2 separate regions of the Sus scrofa genome follow, and region 2 is linked to region 1. Evidence: chromatin contacts called from public Hi-C data. All regions are on one chromosome and are shown on one strand. The core of a region is the stretch at or near the end of the contact, and the rest is flanking DNA. Distances in the headings are between cores, read along the strand shown.

The links. A called contact is a pair of places that touch in the nucleus more often than the background predicts.
Region 2: a contact with region 1 is called in a Hi-C map of liver, with 5 times the contacts expected there. The contact joins the promoter of FAM110C here to the promoter of PXDN in region 1. A contact is called at or near these places in 2 of 47 Hi-C or Micro-C datasets (heart right ventricle and liver).

What each region holds. Positions count from the first base shown.
Region 1 is chr3:132,303,584-132,311,178 of Sscrofa11.1, reverse strand. PXDN (peroxidasin homolog) reads right to left here and starts at 4,891. Exons shown (of 22, transcript XM_005662789.3): 1 at 4,237-4,891. The coding sequence starts at 4,586.
Region 2 is chr3:132,808,257-132,815,589 of Sscrofa11.1, reverse strand. FAM110C (protein FAM110C) reads right to left here and starts at 5,552. Exons shown (of 2, transcript XR_002342890.1): 1 at 5,094-5,552. LOC110260067 (a long non-coding RNA gene) reads left to right here and starts at 5,113. Exons shown (of 3, transcript XR_002342891.1): 1 at 5,113-5,228.

The DNA.
Region 1 (7,595 bases), core at 3,642-6,141:
CTGACATCTCGCCCTGGACACTTTAACGGGAGCAGCGGGCCGCTCTGGTCTGCTGGGCCCGGCCGCCCCTGCATCCAATAGGAAGCCCTGTGTGCCTCCCGGCGACACGCCCTCATGTCATCGCGCAGAGCAGATTCAGTCCCTGGCTCCAAAGCCCCAGGCCCAGTCCGATGGGCAAGACCTCCCCCACCCGAGGCTCCGTGGGGACAGTCAGAGGGTCCTGGGGGTCCCCAGAACTCGTGCTTGGGACGAGTCACTTGCTGCCCTCGGGGCTGTTGGAAGGGAAGCGGCGGCTGCCCACGTCCCCACGAAGGGACGCCGAGTCACAGAATGGAGGGGGCGGCCGCCAGAGCGCCCAGCGGAGGAAGCTGCCTCTGGCCAAGGCGTCCGGACCCAGGATGAGCCTCGGCCACATGGATCCTGTCACGGGGACCTGTGCTTTCTTCTTACAACTATCGTCTTGAGTCCTGGATTCGGTAAAAACTCAAAGGAGGGGCCTTTACAGCCGACCAGCTGCAGCCCCCCAGGAGCTCATCCAGCCGCAGCTCCAAGGCACGTGTTCAGGCATAAATCTGTTGAACGGAGCCAGGACGTGCTCCCCGAGGGCTGCCGTCAGGCACGGCAGCGGCGGGGGGGGGCCTCTGGCTGCTTCCTCAGGTCATCGAGGTCCCTCTTCTGAACACAGCACCTGGGCGCCAGAGACCTCTGCGTGGCTGGGGACACCACAGAGCCGTTCCCGGTGCAAGGAGGTAGCTGGCCCACCACCACTTTGGAAAGACGAGAGACCAGTATTTAAAGACTCCAAAAACATCCCTCGGCGCCTTCCAAATGCGCGGGAACTGTGACCATACAGATCTGACTTCGTCCCACCTGGGAGTTTCAAAGGAGAGCTCGGCTTCATGTGCGTCCAAGTCCGCAGCTCAAAGGCCACTGTCCCCGCTGGGTACCGGTGACCTGCAGAGACCGGCCGCCGGATGCTGCTCACATCTGCCGACCTTGTAGCACCCCACCCAGGGCGGGCAGAGAGACCAGTCCTCCAGGGCCGAGCGCGTCCTGCAGGATGGTCCCTGAGCCCCAGGAGGACGGGGCGGGGGGGCGGATGCTGAGCGGCAAGAGACGCCCTCCTGACCCAGAAGATGCCTCCCTCCGCCCGCCTCACCTGGAGCGAAGGGGAGCTGGAGGAAAACCCCACCCTCCCAGCAGCCAGGCTCTAGAAGCTTCCATGGAGGCTGAGGGTGTGAGGTGTGACTCAGGGGCTGGTCTCCAGGGACAAAGGCAAACGGTTAAGTGGCCTGAAGACTGTCGACCTAGGAGTCAGGTTCCACAGGGGGCCTGCAGGAAGGACTGAGTGTGGCTGTGGCCCAGCGGCTGTCCACTCACCCAGGGCCAGCCTCCTGCAGTCCCACAGGGCCAGTGCGACTGGACGGTCACCTCCCTCACCCGCTAGTGGACCGGGGGCTCTGAGAGGCGGGATCTGGAAGACACACAGGCCCAAACACACAGGTCAGCAGAAGCTGATGGATTTGGGAGCAGCTGTCTGGTGGGCTGACCATGACACCAGGGGACAGGGCACCCCCTGCCTGCTGTGGGGCCAGTTCACACCCCCCCAGGGCCACCCCAGCCCGCGTCCCCAGGCTCCCTCCGACACCAGGGTTTCCTGTCCCGTGGTCGGCAGTGGTCGGCAGCCAGGGACCTCTGAGGAGCACGTGAGGATGTGCCCTCCCCAAAGGTCCAGAGTGAGAGAGGGGACAGGAAGGGGGCAGAGCAGAGGTGCCACACAGTGTGTTTTAACATTAGCTTCTTAATCACCCTGGGGACAAACGCCTACAGTAGTGTTAGGCAGAAAATACTCAAAATTTAAACAAATATTTCTTGCAAAGCTTCTGGGCTGCAGAGCACGGCTCTGGACAGTGAGGAGAGGACTCGGGACCTCAGGGCGTCTGGCCGCCCTTCATTCTGGAACACCTGTCCCACTTCCCAGGGTCAGACCTGAGCCACAAGACACTCCTGGGCCATCATTTCTGAAGCCCCAACCACGGAGCTGTTTTGCCCACTCTTGGCCCCATGTGGACAAGTCTGTTTTCCCAGCGATTCCCATTCAATCTTGGGGCGTGGGGGCAGGGGGCCGGGGAGCAGAGGGTGGAGTGATGCTGAGCAGCCCCCCTAACTCTGGGGCCGGGTCCTACGAAGTCCCCACTTTCCACCAAGCCTTGTTTCTTTTTTTAATAGAGAGGAATCGCATACTAGCAGATGCATGAGAACAGACACCTCGGAGAAAAGCCGAAAGTGAAAACATTTCTGCCCCGGGAGGACCTACGGCGACATGCCTGTGCCCCACCAAGGACACGCCAGACAGTCCCCAAGCCCCGCAACGCCCCAGAGCCCGCCTGCCCTCGTCAGCACGGCTCCCTCCTGGGCCCCCCATCGCTGCCCTTCTGTGGCCGCAGTCCCAGCCGCTGGAACCCCCACCCAGGACTCAGCTCCTCCTGGTTCCAGGCCCACAGCAGCAGCAATGGGAGCTTCCTCACCCTGCGCCTGCATCTACACAGCTGTAAACGGGGTGTGTGTTCATGTCACCCGCAACCCGCTTGTTTCAGTGAGGGGTCTGTTGTGCTCCGCACCCCGCCTCCTCTCGGAGTCAGTGAGACCCAGCAAAGGCATTTCAAAACGCCCCTGAAAACTGTGAGACCCCAGGCAAAGCAGGAGGTAGAGGGGGGCTTTCTGGGAGAGAGGCCAGTGCTAAGCAGGGTCCCGTCCCTCCTACCCTGGGCTGGGGGGTCTGTGGGAACGGGAGGCTGGGGGCACCTTTTCTGTTCCGTGACACTCATTTTCTTCAATATTGTTCTTTTTGAAAAGCAATTCGGATAGGAGGGCCAAGCACAGCGCAAGCATTAGCCGTTGGCCAGATGTGAAAAATGGCTTCAGGGCCCAAGTTTTTTCCACTGACTCACTAAAGAATTAAATTACCCCATCCAGAAACCCTCCCCCGGCCTGTCTGCAAGTCCTTTTCTTCAGAGCCCCATGCGTCTGGCACCCCCGCCTCCACAGGGGAAGGAACAGAGTCGCAGGCTGAGCGCAGGCCCCGCCAAAGACCCCAAGGAAGCTGCCAGGAGAGTCAGCGCCCAAGAGCTGAGTGGTCCGTCCTTGTTTTAAAAGTAGGAACACTGACCGCCCACTTCCTGAATAGTTCACTCAAGATTTTACAACTTTTGCAGGCTGCTCGGTGGTGCCAAAAGCACTCCTGCTCAGCCAAGAAAAGTGGAAACTATTTTTGGCATTCAGAGGGCAGCTGCAGGACGCTCGGTACGGTCGGCGCCTGAAGCGCAGGCGGCCTTTTCAGATTCTGAAAATTTCTCATCCGAGTCGCGGGCGAACAGCTCGAGGCCTGCAGCCCCTCGGCGGCATCCCGGGCCGGCGACCTCCTCTAGCCGGGCGAGAGCGCGATGCTCGGTGCCACTGGAGCGCCGACTCTCCGATGGCACCGCCGCGGCGCGCCCTGGCTGGCGACAAGAGCGGCGATGGGTCCCAGGCGCCAACCCGCTCGGACCCCGACTCTGTCCACCCCCCGGCCAGCCGCGCCGCGCCACAACTCGGGGAGGGACCCGCACCGCGGCCGCTCCCGGAGCTCGGCCCCGCTCTCCCGCGGCGCAGAGCAAGCCCGAGAGAAAACCGTGCGCCCCGCAGGGCTCGCGACTACCCGGGCAGGAGGCTCCCCGCGCCCCGGCCGATGCGGGGACGTGGGGGCGCTGCCGCCGTGGGTCACGGAGGATGCGCCCGGGAGGCTCCCCCAGTGCGGGGGCGGGGGTACCGCGCCCAGGGAGGACCGGGAAACCGGAGCGGGAACCGCCGAGTGGGAGGAGGGGAAGGAGGGGAGGGGGGAGGAGAGGAGGGGGGAAGCGGAGGAGGGGGCGCGGGGCGCGGGGAGGAGAGGGGCCCGGAAAGGGGCGGGAAGGGGGCAAAGGCGAGCGGAGGACGGCAGCGAGCAGGACCGGGCCGGGCGGGGCGGCCGGGCTTCCCCCGCCTGCTCCCAACAACTTCCCCGTCCAGCGGGGATTCCGAGCTCCGAACAAAGGCGGCTCCAGAGGCGGCGCGCGCTGCGCTCAGGTCCGCCCCCCGTGCCCCGGCCAGGGCGGACAAAGGCCCCGCCGCACCATCCTCCCTCCCGGACCCCGGACCCCGGCCCTCGATCCTCCCGCGCGCCTTGCCCCTCGGGGCCCCGCGCCCCGCCGCACTCACAGGATGGACGTCTGCGGCGCCACGGCGGGCACGGCCTCCAGCAGCAAATGCATGCAGCGCACGGTGGTGCGGAAGCACAGGCAGCGGCTAGGACACCCGTTGCCCGGCTTTTGGGCGACCACGGCCAGCACCCCCCAGCAGCAGCACATCACAAGCGCCAGCAGGCAGGGGCGCGCGGGACGCGCGGGGTGCACGGCCATGGCCCACGGCGCGCAGGACACGCGGACACTCGGACCGATCGTGAGGGCCCGGCGCGTCGGCTGCCGGCTCTGGACTGCGCCCTCCCGCCGCCCAACTGCGGCCCACGTCCCAGCTGTGCGCGGGGGGCGGGGGGCGCCAGCTGTGCACATGCGCGCGGCTCCTCCCTTCCCACCCCCACCTCCCCAAGGGCCGGGGCGGGGCGAGGACCTCCAGCCGTGCGTCCGGCTGCGGCGCCCCCTTCCCAGGGCTGCCTGGGGTGCCGTGTGGAGGCCAGGTTGGGCCCCCAAGTTCCAATCCCAGGTCTCCGCCCACGATCTGGGGCCTAAGCCAAGTTTGCTTCACGTCCTCTGGCCGCCGTGTCCGCACTATGCGAGAGGGTTTTTGTCCTTTTATAAAACACGTTGGGAGCGCCGGCAAGTCCCAGGCAGGATTCCAAGGGCTTGCTCTGTCTCTCTGTCTCTTAATCTCTGTCTCTTAATCTCTCTCTGTCTCTATCTCTTTCTGTCTCTCTCCCTTAATCTCTCTCTGTCTCCGTTTCTCTTTCCGTCTCTCTGTCTCCCCCCCCCCACCCCGCTCTCCTTGTCTGTCTAACACACAGACACACTCTGCTGCAGGATTAGAGCCAGGCTGCCGGGCTCCCCGGCGGAGCCCCTGAGGCCTGGTCACTGCCCAGGGCTGTGCACTGCTGCCCCCAGGACTGTTAGGAGGCAGCGCTGGACCAGGTGGACCCTCATGGACCTTTGGTTTCTCCCCTGTGGCCTCTTCCAGGGGGGCCTTGTCTGGAGCAGAAGCCCTGGGAAGGAGGGGCCCCACCTGCGTGTGTGTGTGTGTGTGTGTGTGTGTGTTCACAGCCTCACCCCAGCACTTTCCTCAAGGATCCAGTCTCTGCGGTGACAGTGGAGGACGTCAAAGCCACACAGTCACCAAGCCTCAGCCTCAGAGGCGCCTGGGTCTGTTCTGACACCCACACTGTTGCGTGACCGGAAGTGCCACAGTGGGGCTGAGGTGACCTGGCTCGCTCCTGCCACCCTGTCGGCAAACAGCTGCTCCTGCACGTCGGTGGGGCTGCATCTGGGTGCGGCTGAGCGGGGGTCTGGTTCTAGACCCCTCCGGAGGCTGCACGTCCATGACAGACGTTCTCACCCCAGTCACCACGTGGGGTAGCCGTCCAGTCACGCCCCCCGGGGGTCCTGCACACTGGCCAGTCCCGCGTCTCCCCCAGAGCCCACGCCCGGGGCCACACTCATTTTGCTTTTTCTCTGGGGACCCCCAAGAATTTCAGCCTTGCATATCAGAAACCCAAAACCTTACTCTCCCTGAAAATGTCATTTTTCCTCTGGGTCACCCATGTGTCCCTCCAACTGTTTCTCATACCTCGGGCCCGCAGGTCCGCTGCTCCACCCCCCAGCCCTGCAGCAACAGAGAATGTGCCGCTTCGACTGGGCCACTCCGCTGTCCAAATGGCTCTGGTCCCTCGGGTTTAAGTGGGAAAAGCCACATCTCTCCCAACACCTCAACCTGGGCCTCCCGAGGTCAGCTCGGGCAGCTAATTTTATGTGTCCATTGGCTGGGCCATTGGCCCAGTGACAGGCCACACGCTAGTCCCGGTGCTGTGCCAAAGGCCTTGGGAGGTGAGACTAACGTTGGTTCCTGTCTGCGACCGGCTGTCTAGGAGAGGAGGGGTCCCTCCTCCAGTCTGTTCAAGGTCTTAAGAGCAGGAACTGAGGTTTCCCGGAGAAGAAATTCTGCAGAGTCTCAGCGTGCCCTCCTGCGGGCGTTCCTAGTCCCCTGACCTGCCTCTAAAACTAGGACCTGCCAGGGCACCGGGGCGTGAGCCAGTCCTTAAAATCCCCTCCCCTCCTCCTCCTCCCTCCCTCCCTCCTTCCATCCCCCACATGTCCGTCCGTCTGTCCATCTGTCCGTCCATCCACGCAGCGCGTCGGCCGTCTCCCGGAGGACAGCCGTCCGCGGAGCCCTGGGTGGAGGTGTGGTGGTGAGAGGCCAGGGCAGTGAGGCCGGGTTGGGCTTGTAGGAGCTCACGGGTGAGGACGGAGCGCTTCCCGACACAGACACAGCCCAGCGCCTTTCCACAGCCTTTGCCCGGATTTCCTCTTCCGCCCCCTGGCGGCCCGCGGAAGCCTCACAGCTCCAGGATCCTGACCTTCCCGCGGCTCCCAAGACCTCTGATGATGGCTTTCCCAACCGTATCATCTGTGCCAAAGCCTGTTATCTGTCCTGCAGCAAACATTCCTTTCAGTGTGACTGGGCACGGTGACAGGCTCGGTTGCTCACGGAGCCAGACAGAGGAGCCGCGATCGCCGAGCAATCTCTGTTTTCTGTGACGCCGTCACTGAGTCACTGAGGTCCATCGGGTGGCTGCGGGAACACAGAACCACCCCCAGCCGCCTAAGGCCGGCTCTGCGGCAGGACCAGCGCACGGCTGCTGCGCGCAGACCCTGCCCACAACATCCCGGAGGAAGGGCCATCATCCCCCCTTTTTGCAGCCGAGGAAACCAGGGCCTGGCGAGCAGAGCAGCTTATCCGAGGGCTCGTCTCTAATGGGGGGCGGGCAGAAGGATGCCGTCTGGGCAGGCACTGACCTGTGAGCCTCACCCAGGTGCTGGACACTGCACGCGGGGCCCCCTCCCGGACTGCACCACCCCTGTCGCCACCCCAGCACTGCAGACCATCACTGGGGAGCTGCCAGGGTTACGGGAGCCGCCCTCCTGGAGGTGCCTGCACCCTGCCCGTCCTGACAAGCCTGCAGCCACAGGCACTGAGTCCTGCGGAGCTTGACCTGTCCTGGCGGTCAGCCTGCAGGGCTTCCTGGGCCCCAGGGGGTCGAAGGCACATCCTTCCCCGCTGGGTGGCCACCCGCACACCCAGGTCCCACCCCCCCACCCCCCACCCCCCACCCCCGCCCCGTGCATGGCACTGTGCTGAGAAGGCCCCAGGGGATCCCAGGGACAGTCCTCATTTTCTGCGCCTCCTCCGGCGTGGCGATGCCTCCTGGCCACCTGTCTGCCCCACTCTTCCAGGGTTTACGAGGAAAAGACAAACTGGGAGGCAGGCTTACCTCCTCTGTGACTCCCGAGGCTGCTCTGGGCTGCGTCTGTCATTGCAAAGACCCACTCCCCTGGGGCTGTTGTGCGGGACAC
Region 2 (7,333 bases), core at 4,303-6,802, 500 kb before region 1:
CACTCATGGATCCCAGTGGAACTGCATGCAGATTCTGTAAGTCATTTTCCAGCTCAGATATTCTAAGTTTTGAAAAGCAAATAGTTTTATGCCATGGGGTAATAAATTTATGAACGTTTTATTTAATTCTGGATAGGATATTCAAATTTTAAATTATAATACCTCTACCTACCAAGGGGGTAAAAACCTCCATATAGAATTTGTTTTCTTTTTCATTTAGAAAGTATATCTTTGTTCATCTAAAATTTTCTGCATTTTTCATAAAATCCTATAATGAATCCATATGGATTCCAACATAAATGTCCTGATAAGCTGAAGAAAAATTACAGCCTGCCGTCTTGCTCCCACAGCTTCCAGAAGTTGGGGAATTAATTTCAGACAATTAATCCTGTGAGGAAAAGTCAACTGCATTTTGTTCAAACTGCCAGAGAACCCTCCCTGAAGCGGGTGAAGGGTCCAGGCTCTCTCCTGGCTTTTCTTCAGAGGAACTTGTGTCTGCAGGTGGTGAGTCGAGGGGCTGTGGTTGTGGGCAGACATCACCCCAGTCCCCGGGAGCTAGAGAGAGCCCAGGACGTGCATTTCTTCCTTACACTCCTCCAAGCAGGCAGCTCTTGAAGTTCAAAGAACTCGAGCTGTTTGGGGTCTAGGGGAATAAATCTGTGGAGGAAATCTGTATAGAGCTGGTGATTGCCAACAACATACAGTAAATTGGGCAGGTTGTGTGACACCTGTCTCCCTTTTCTGAACAATAATACGAAACAGCTCAGAAGACAGTGACACTGTGAGCAAACAGGACTGCACAGAGGGAGGGAGAGGCGAGAGAGTGAACCCTGTTCTCCTGCAGAGATCCACCCTGGGCAGTTTCCTCTCTTGCCTCAACCTCTTCTCTGTGTCAAACAAAGTGAAAGTTCTTACAGGTTAACCAACCTTCTTAAATCTTTCGTAGGCTCAGACCTAAAAGGAAAGGCTACATGGAAAGATACTTCATAGATTGAATCCTAAATTCTGGCTCAGACATTGACATTGGAGCATTGGGGATGAGGGTGGGGCTGGGTCCAGAGGGATCGGAGGAGCGTGCTTTTATGTTTATGGTGTCAGGTTTTATTTTGGTTTGTTTGTGCACCATTGTGTTACTTCTGCACTATTTGCACCACCAATTTTACCTACACTCTGCATAAAATACAGTGCACTCTGGCCACCTGGAAAGAATTTATTTATAATCACTTTTTACAAACTCAATAGGTTTTTTTTTTTCCTCTTGGGTTTCAATCATGGAACACAGACATACAGATTAGTGACTACGTGAAATCATAAAGTGTAGGGGTTGGAAACCACCTGCTCTCTGTTTTCATTGTATGGACAATGGACGTTTAAGCTAAAAGTGTGGGAGTGATTGCTAAGAGAAGGCAGGCCTCCAGACTCCCCACTGAGTGCTCCATCTGCTCCACAATGACCCTCTGGGACCAGACTATCCCCTGAGTCTTCCCTCCGCCACCTCAAGGTGTATGTGCATGGCTAACTGGCCCTTGCCAGCATTCACTCATCTCAGTTCCCAAGACAACTGGTGGCAAGTACAAGCTACCGTGTTGTCTTCACTTTACATTCTGAATGTGCTATGTAAACTCCTTGGGGATTAGGCTAGTGGATATGTCATGGTCCGCAATAAGCCACAAGGAAGACCTTAAGTCACAATCCCGAGTTCAAGAGAAACAAGTTCTCTTCTTGAGAACTGCTACACCTGTACTAAGGCCACGGCCACTCAGGGAAGTTAAGCTGTTTTCAGTCCTCAGACACAGGTAGGCTGTTTACCAATATTTCCCATGGCAGACTCCCCCACCAAGCTGAAGACTGATACTGGGTCTTCAATTGGTCTATCTCAAGGGCAGACGAAATACTTCCACCACATGCATTTCCGGACATATGTACCAAGTTGTAGTACAAGGTCAGGGAAAACAAAATGCTGTAATGTTTAAAATCTTGGTTCTCAAGGAGAAGGTTGAACGCACACCTTCCTTTCTATCTGCACCACCCCAGAAATGCCCTCCACAGAGGGGACGGTGCAGACAAGCATTCCTTAGTTCCTCGGTGGAAAAGCCCTGTGCTCCTGAAGTTCAGGAGGAAGACATTTACCTCCCATGTTACCATCAGAGGCCAAGCAAATACACACTCACCACTGAGTAGAACTCTAAGGCACTTAGAGTTCTAGGTAGGATCTAGTCCTGCCCCAACTCAACAACCAAAGCTCCTTCTCCTGAATGAAGCTGCTCCAGCGACTCTCCTTAGAAAGGTCTCAAAACAGTTTGAACAAAATTTAGCCAAATAGAGATCTTTGCAGCTAAAGGGATACATCAACTGCTAACAAGATTCTGGAGAGAGTTCTTTCTCTCTCCTGCTTTGGTAAAGGCCTCCTGGAAGTGCAGAGCCTTCAGTTCTGCAGCATGGGAGAGGGCAGCCCCACCCGAAGCCCACAAGCTGACTAGTCAGCTCTGATGGGTCCAAGCTCAGGAAGCCCACAAGTCAATTCACACAGGGCCTGGGGCTCCCAGGCTATTTTCAAAGCAGGGTATAGCAGAGATGTTAAAACTCCTTTCTGACTGCTCATTTATAATTCCAATTCCTCCTGTTTTTACAATAATAAACCAACAGGTGTTACTGTACAGAACTACCTTCCTGGCAGCCAGAAGGCACACTCAAAAGAAACGGCACAGGACCTGCGGGGGACCTGGGTTGCCAGCACAACAGGTGGACCTGCACTCTTGAGCAGCGCAGGAGCCTCTGCGTCTCTCTCTCTAGGGTCTGTTGTGCTTTAGAGGACAAGGCCCTCCCAGCTCGGCCACACTCACCGAGCCCTCACAGACACCCCTCCCGGCCTTCCTGGAAGCGCACCTGGGGCCAGGTGTCACCGAGGCGCAGGGGTCACGCCGGGCCCTGCAGCCCCTGGCCCGGGGCCTCTCTGGCCTTCTTACAGGTGTACAGCCACTTGATGATACGAGCGTTCCTCTCCACCACGGAGGTGGTGCCGGACCCCTGCTCCGTCAGCTCGTCCTCCTGCAGCCCCTCGTCGCCGCCGCTGTGCCGGGAGAAGCCGCTATCGGAGGTGGCGACGCTCACGCTGCGGACCTTGAGGGCGACGCGATCCGACGCCGCGGAGAAGTTCTCCCTCCCCAGCGCCTCCACCACCTCGGGCTCCAAGCCGCAGTACTGGAAGAAGGTGTCGAACTCGGCCAAGGATGCGGAGTAGCGGGAGCTGAGGTCGGACTGCGAGCGCTGCAGTCCCCGGCGCCTCGCTCCTCGCAGGGTCCCGGGGCGAGGCCCCTCGAGCTCTGGGTCCCGGGGCGCAGCCGGGACCCTGGGGGCCGCCTCGACAGGCGGGGCGGGCTCCGGGAGCGTCGGGGGCCCTGGGACTGCGGGAGCCACTACGCGGCCGGGCTCAGTCCGGGCAGCCTCCTCGGCCCTGCCCTCCTCTCCCACGTGGGGCACGCCGGGGGCCGTCTTGTCCTTGACCGGTCCCTGGAAGAGCTTCTTCACCAGGCTCCCCTTAGGGCCGTCGGCTCCCGGCCCTCGGACGAACTCGCATTTCTGCCGGTAGATGACCAGCGAGTCTGGCCTCAGGGGCTTCCGCGCTATGGCCCTGCGCGCCACGGGCCCGGAGACTCGGGCCGGGGGCCGAGGGTCGCCCGTCTGTCCTTCGACCGCCTCGGGGCTGTTGCCCTCGCCAACCGGGCCTGGGCCCGCCCCCGGCGCACCCCGCACGTACTTGGCACGGTCGGCTGCCAGCCTCTCCACGGCACTCCTGCGCGCCGGCTCCGCCGCGTCCCGGGCCCTGGGGGCCTCGAGGTCCCGGAACAGGAGCCGCTCGTTTGGGGGCGCGTCCAGGGTTGGCAGGGCGCGCATCCTCGGGGATCCGCAAGCCTCAGCGCACCGCGGAAACGCGCTTCCGCTGCGGCTCCCGCCCGTCCTTTTACCAATTCCGAACTCGGGCGGAGTAGAGCGGCGCCCCAGTTCCCGCCGGCTGGTCTGGAGTCAGGGCGAACCGGAGTCCTCACGGATTGGCTAATCGCTGGAGTACCCGCCCGTCCGGCCCCGCCCCTCCGGCCCCGGCCCAGGCCCCGGCCCCCACCTCCGGCCTGGACCCGGGTCCACGCCCCCGCCCCGTGCCCCAGACCCGGCTCCCACCCACACGCAGTCCTAGCAGCCAATAGGCTGGAGGGCTGCGCGCTGAGCCCCACGCGCCGAAGCTGTGAGGGCTCCAGGGCGCCGGGGGGCAAAGGGTCCGGGAGGGACTGAGCTGGTTCAGATCCAGGTATCAGCCGCCTCCTCCCAGCCTGGGAGTGCCTCGGGTTGTCGTTTTAAGCTGGCATTTCCGGACTTGGGGGAGGGCAGAGCGAACGGGATTCGCCCCCCCCCCCGCAGGTGTCTCAAATCCTTTGAATTCTTAAAGTGACCTCAACTGTTTGGAAACTTGACTTTTTTAATTCCCTAAATTATCACCTGGGCACTGCTTATACCGAAAGAGAACGCAGTCTGTTTGTTAGGTAGAAAGAACCCAGGAATCTGGTAGGGACCTGGGTCACGTCGTAGCTCAGGCAGGAGGCCGGCTGTGGGCCTGACAAGACCCGAGCACCTGGTGCCGGGACTCGCAGGAAGCGGAGGCGAGGCTCCCTGGATTTGGAAAAACCTGAACAGATTTCCCAGAATGATTGCCGTTTTTACCGTAATCAACGCAGCGGGGAAACCACGGGTTCACTAGGGCAGTGGATCAGCCTAGGAATGTTAAAGGTTTAAAAGAAAACATTTCCAAAATTCCATTTTTTCGAAAGTTGGACAAAGGTCTAAAAATATCTGCCAGACGAGTGAAATGTCCACGTTATCTCATGTTAAGGCCGACTCAAGATAATGCTGACCTCTCAAAGCTGCGGTTGAGTGTGCCTGGTGCGGGGCTCCCCAGCTACCCTGTGGGCTGCGGGCAGTGGCTCCCTTACATCAAGGTCTGTTTTGTTTCCAGAAACGCCAATGGGCACCAGGAGGGGCCTGTTTAGGGGTTAGCAGGGGCAGCAGCTGAATGTTTTCAACCAGGTTTGGCGAATGCTTACCATCTAGCGACCCAGGATCCGAGAACCGCAGCAGGTTGCAAATGGGTTCTGAGACCTTGAATTTCCGTGAAGCAAAATCCCATAGTCAGTGACAGAACAGAAGAAACCAGGCCTCCTGAGAACCAGCCGACCCAGGTAGTGTCACCGGAAGAGGCCCCACTGATCGGAAAAGACGACCGTGGTCCTGGGGAGGAGGAGGGAGAGGGAGAGAGCGCGGGCAGGAGGGGGACGCTGAGCGGGCGGTGGGGGGGGGAGCGAGAGCAGGGAGAAGAGAGAGCAAGGGGGGGGGAGACATTCTGAGCAGAAGGGGAGGAGGGGAAAGCGGGGGTGGGTGGAGAGGGAGGGGGAGAGAGTGCTGGGGAGAGGAGAGAGAGAAAGCAGGAGGTGGGGGAGGGAGGTGGGGAGAGAAGCGGGAGGGAGAGAACAAGCCAGAGCTGTGAGAGAGCGCCTGCACCAGCTTCCCATAATAGGACACTATTGGTGGAAGGGCCAAAGTCCAGAGTTTTCTCTGCTCAGGCAGCCTGGTCTATTGTCAATCTGAGAGAGGAAAAAAAAAAAAAAAAAAAAAAAAAAAAACTTTTTTAATTGCTTAGCCCTAAGTGGCTCCTTTTCCTAATTTGCACTTTAGCGTCCAGAGAAAGGCAACTCCCAAACAGAGGACATCTGGTATTTGCCTGAGCCTGGATCCACCATTTATTAGCTATGTTCCATTGCACATATAACAAACCTCTCAAGACTTTGTCAGTTGTAAACTTCCTCATTTTTGTAGTTTAGAAAATCTATTGCTTTGTAGTGAGCACTAAATGATTGTTAAAGAAAGACCTAGGCTTAGGTCTCTGTTGTGGCTTTTAAAGAGGCTGTCAGGTTGGACTTCTCAATGCCTCTGGTTGCTCATCTATAAACTACAGCTTATTACACCACCTGCTCGGGCATTTGTTGATGAGATAACACATATAAGGGGCTTAGCACCATATCTGGTAAGATCACATTTTCAGTAAATAAATTTATGGTTGGATGATCATGGTTATGATTAGTCAGTTGTCATGTTTTAAATAAGGTTAGTGAATTCGCATGTGACTATTGAAGACAAGGGTAAAATAAAACTGCTATAAAGTTGTATTTAAGATTTATTGCTATTAAAGCTAATTATATTTCTATCCAGAATTTTCTATCTATTAAGAAGATAATTAACTGGATAAATAGAACTGGAGTAATAGGATACAAGAAATATCATAAATAAATTGTTCATATTGCTCAACTGCTAGCTTAGAATTTGAGCCTAATTTCCACCCTGGCATTATCTCAAAAGACTTGGTCAGAGCAGGAAATATCGCTTACAGACCCAGTGATCCAGAAACTACTCCTAGGAGCTTATGCTAAGGAACCAAGAGCTGTGTGCACAGTATGTGGATATTCCTGCAGACAGTTAAAATCAACCTACATTCAACAATAGAAAGAAGGTTAGATAATGTATGACATGCTCCTGGGACTGAGTATTGTGTAATCACGTACAGGCATGCTTCCACAAGATATTTTACAGAGTGGGACATGACCATGATGTATGTGAAATTTTTTAAAAAATAAGACAAATGTAGTGGCAGTTTTGAATAAATTTCTGGAAACATAAAACTTACCAGACTAAAATCATAAGAAATAGAAAATCCAAATAGACCTATAACAGTAAGGATATTGAATCAGCAATCAAATCTCTACTGTCCAAGAAGAGCTCCGGACCGGAGTCTTCACTCACGGAACTTTTAAAGAATTAATGCCAGTCCTTCTTAAACTTTTCTCAAAAACTGAAGGAGAAGGAACCCTTTCTAACTCATTCTATAAGGCCTTCATTACTCTGACAACAAAGTCAAACAGAGACTCCAGAGAAGAAATCTACAGGTCAATATCCCTTAGGAATATCAACGCAAAAATGATTAACAAAACACCAGCAAGCATGATCCAGCAGCATACTGAAAGGATTATACACCATAACCAAGTGGGATTATTCCTGGAATGCAAGGGTGGTTCATCACATGAAAATCAATCAGTGTGATATGTCACATCAACAGAATGGAGGGGGAAAAAGAACATACGGTCATCTCATTCAGTGCAGAAAAAACACGACAAAATTCAACACCGTTTCATGATAAAAACACTCAATAAACTAGGAATACAAGGAAACTATTTCAGCATAATAAATGTCATATGTGAAAAACCCTAGTGAACATTGTACTCAGTGACTGAGA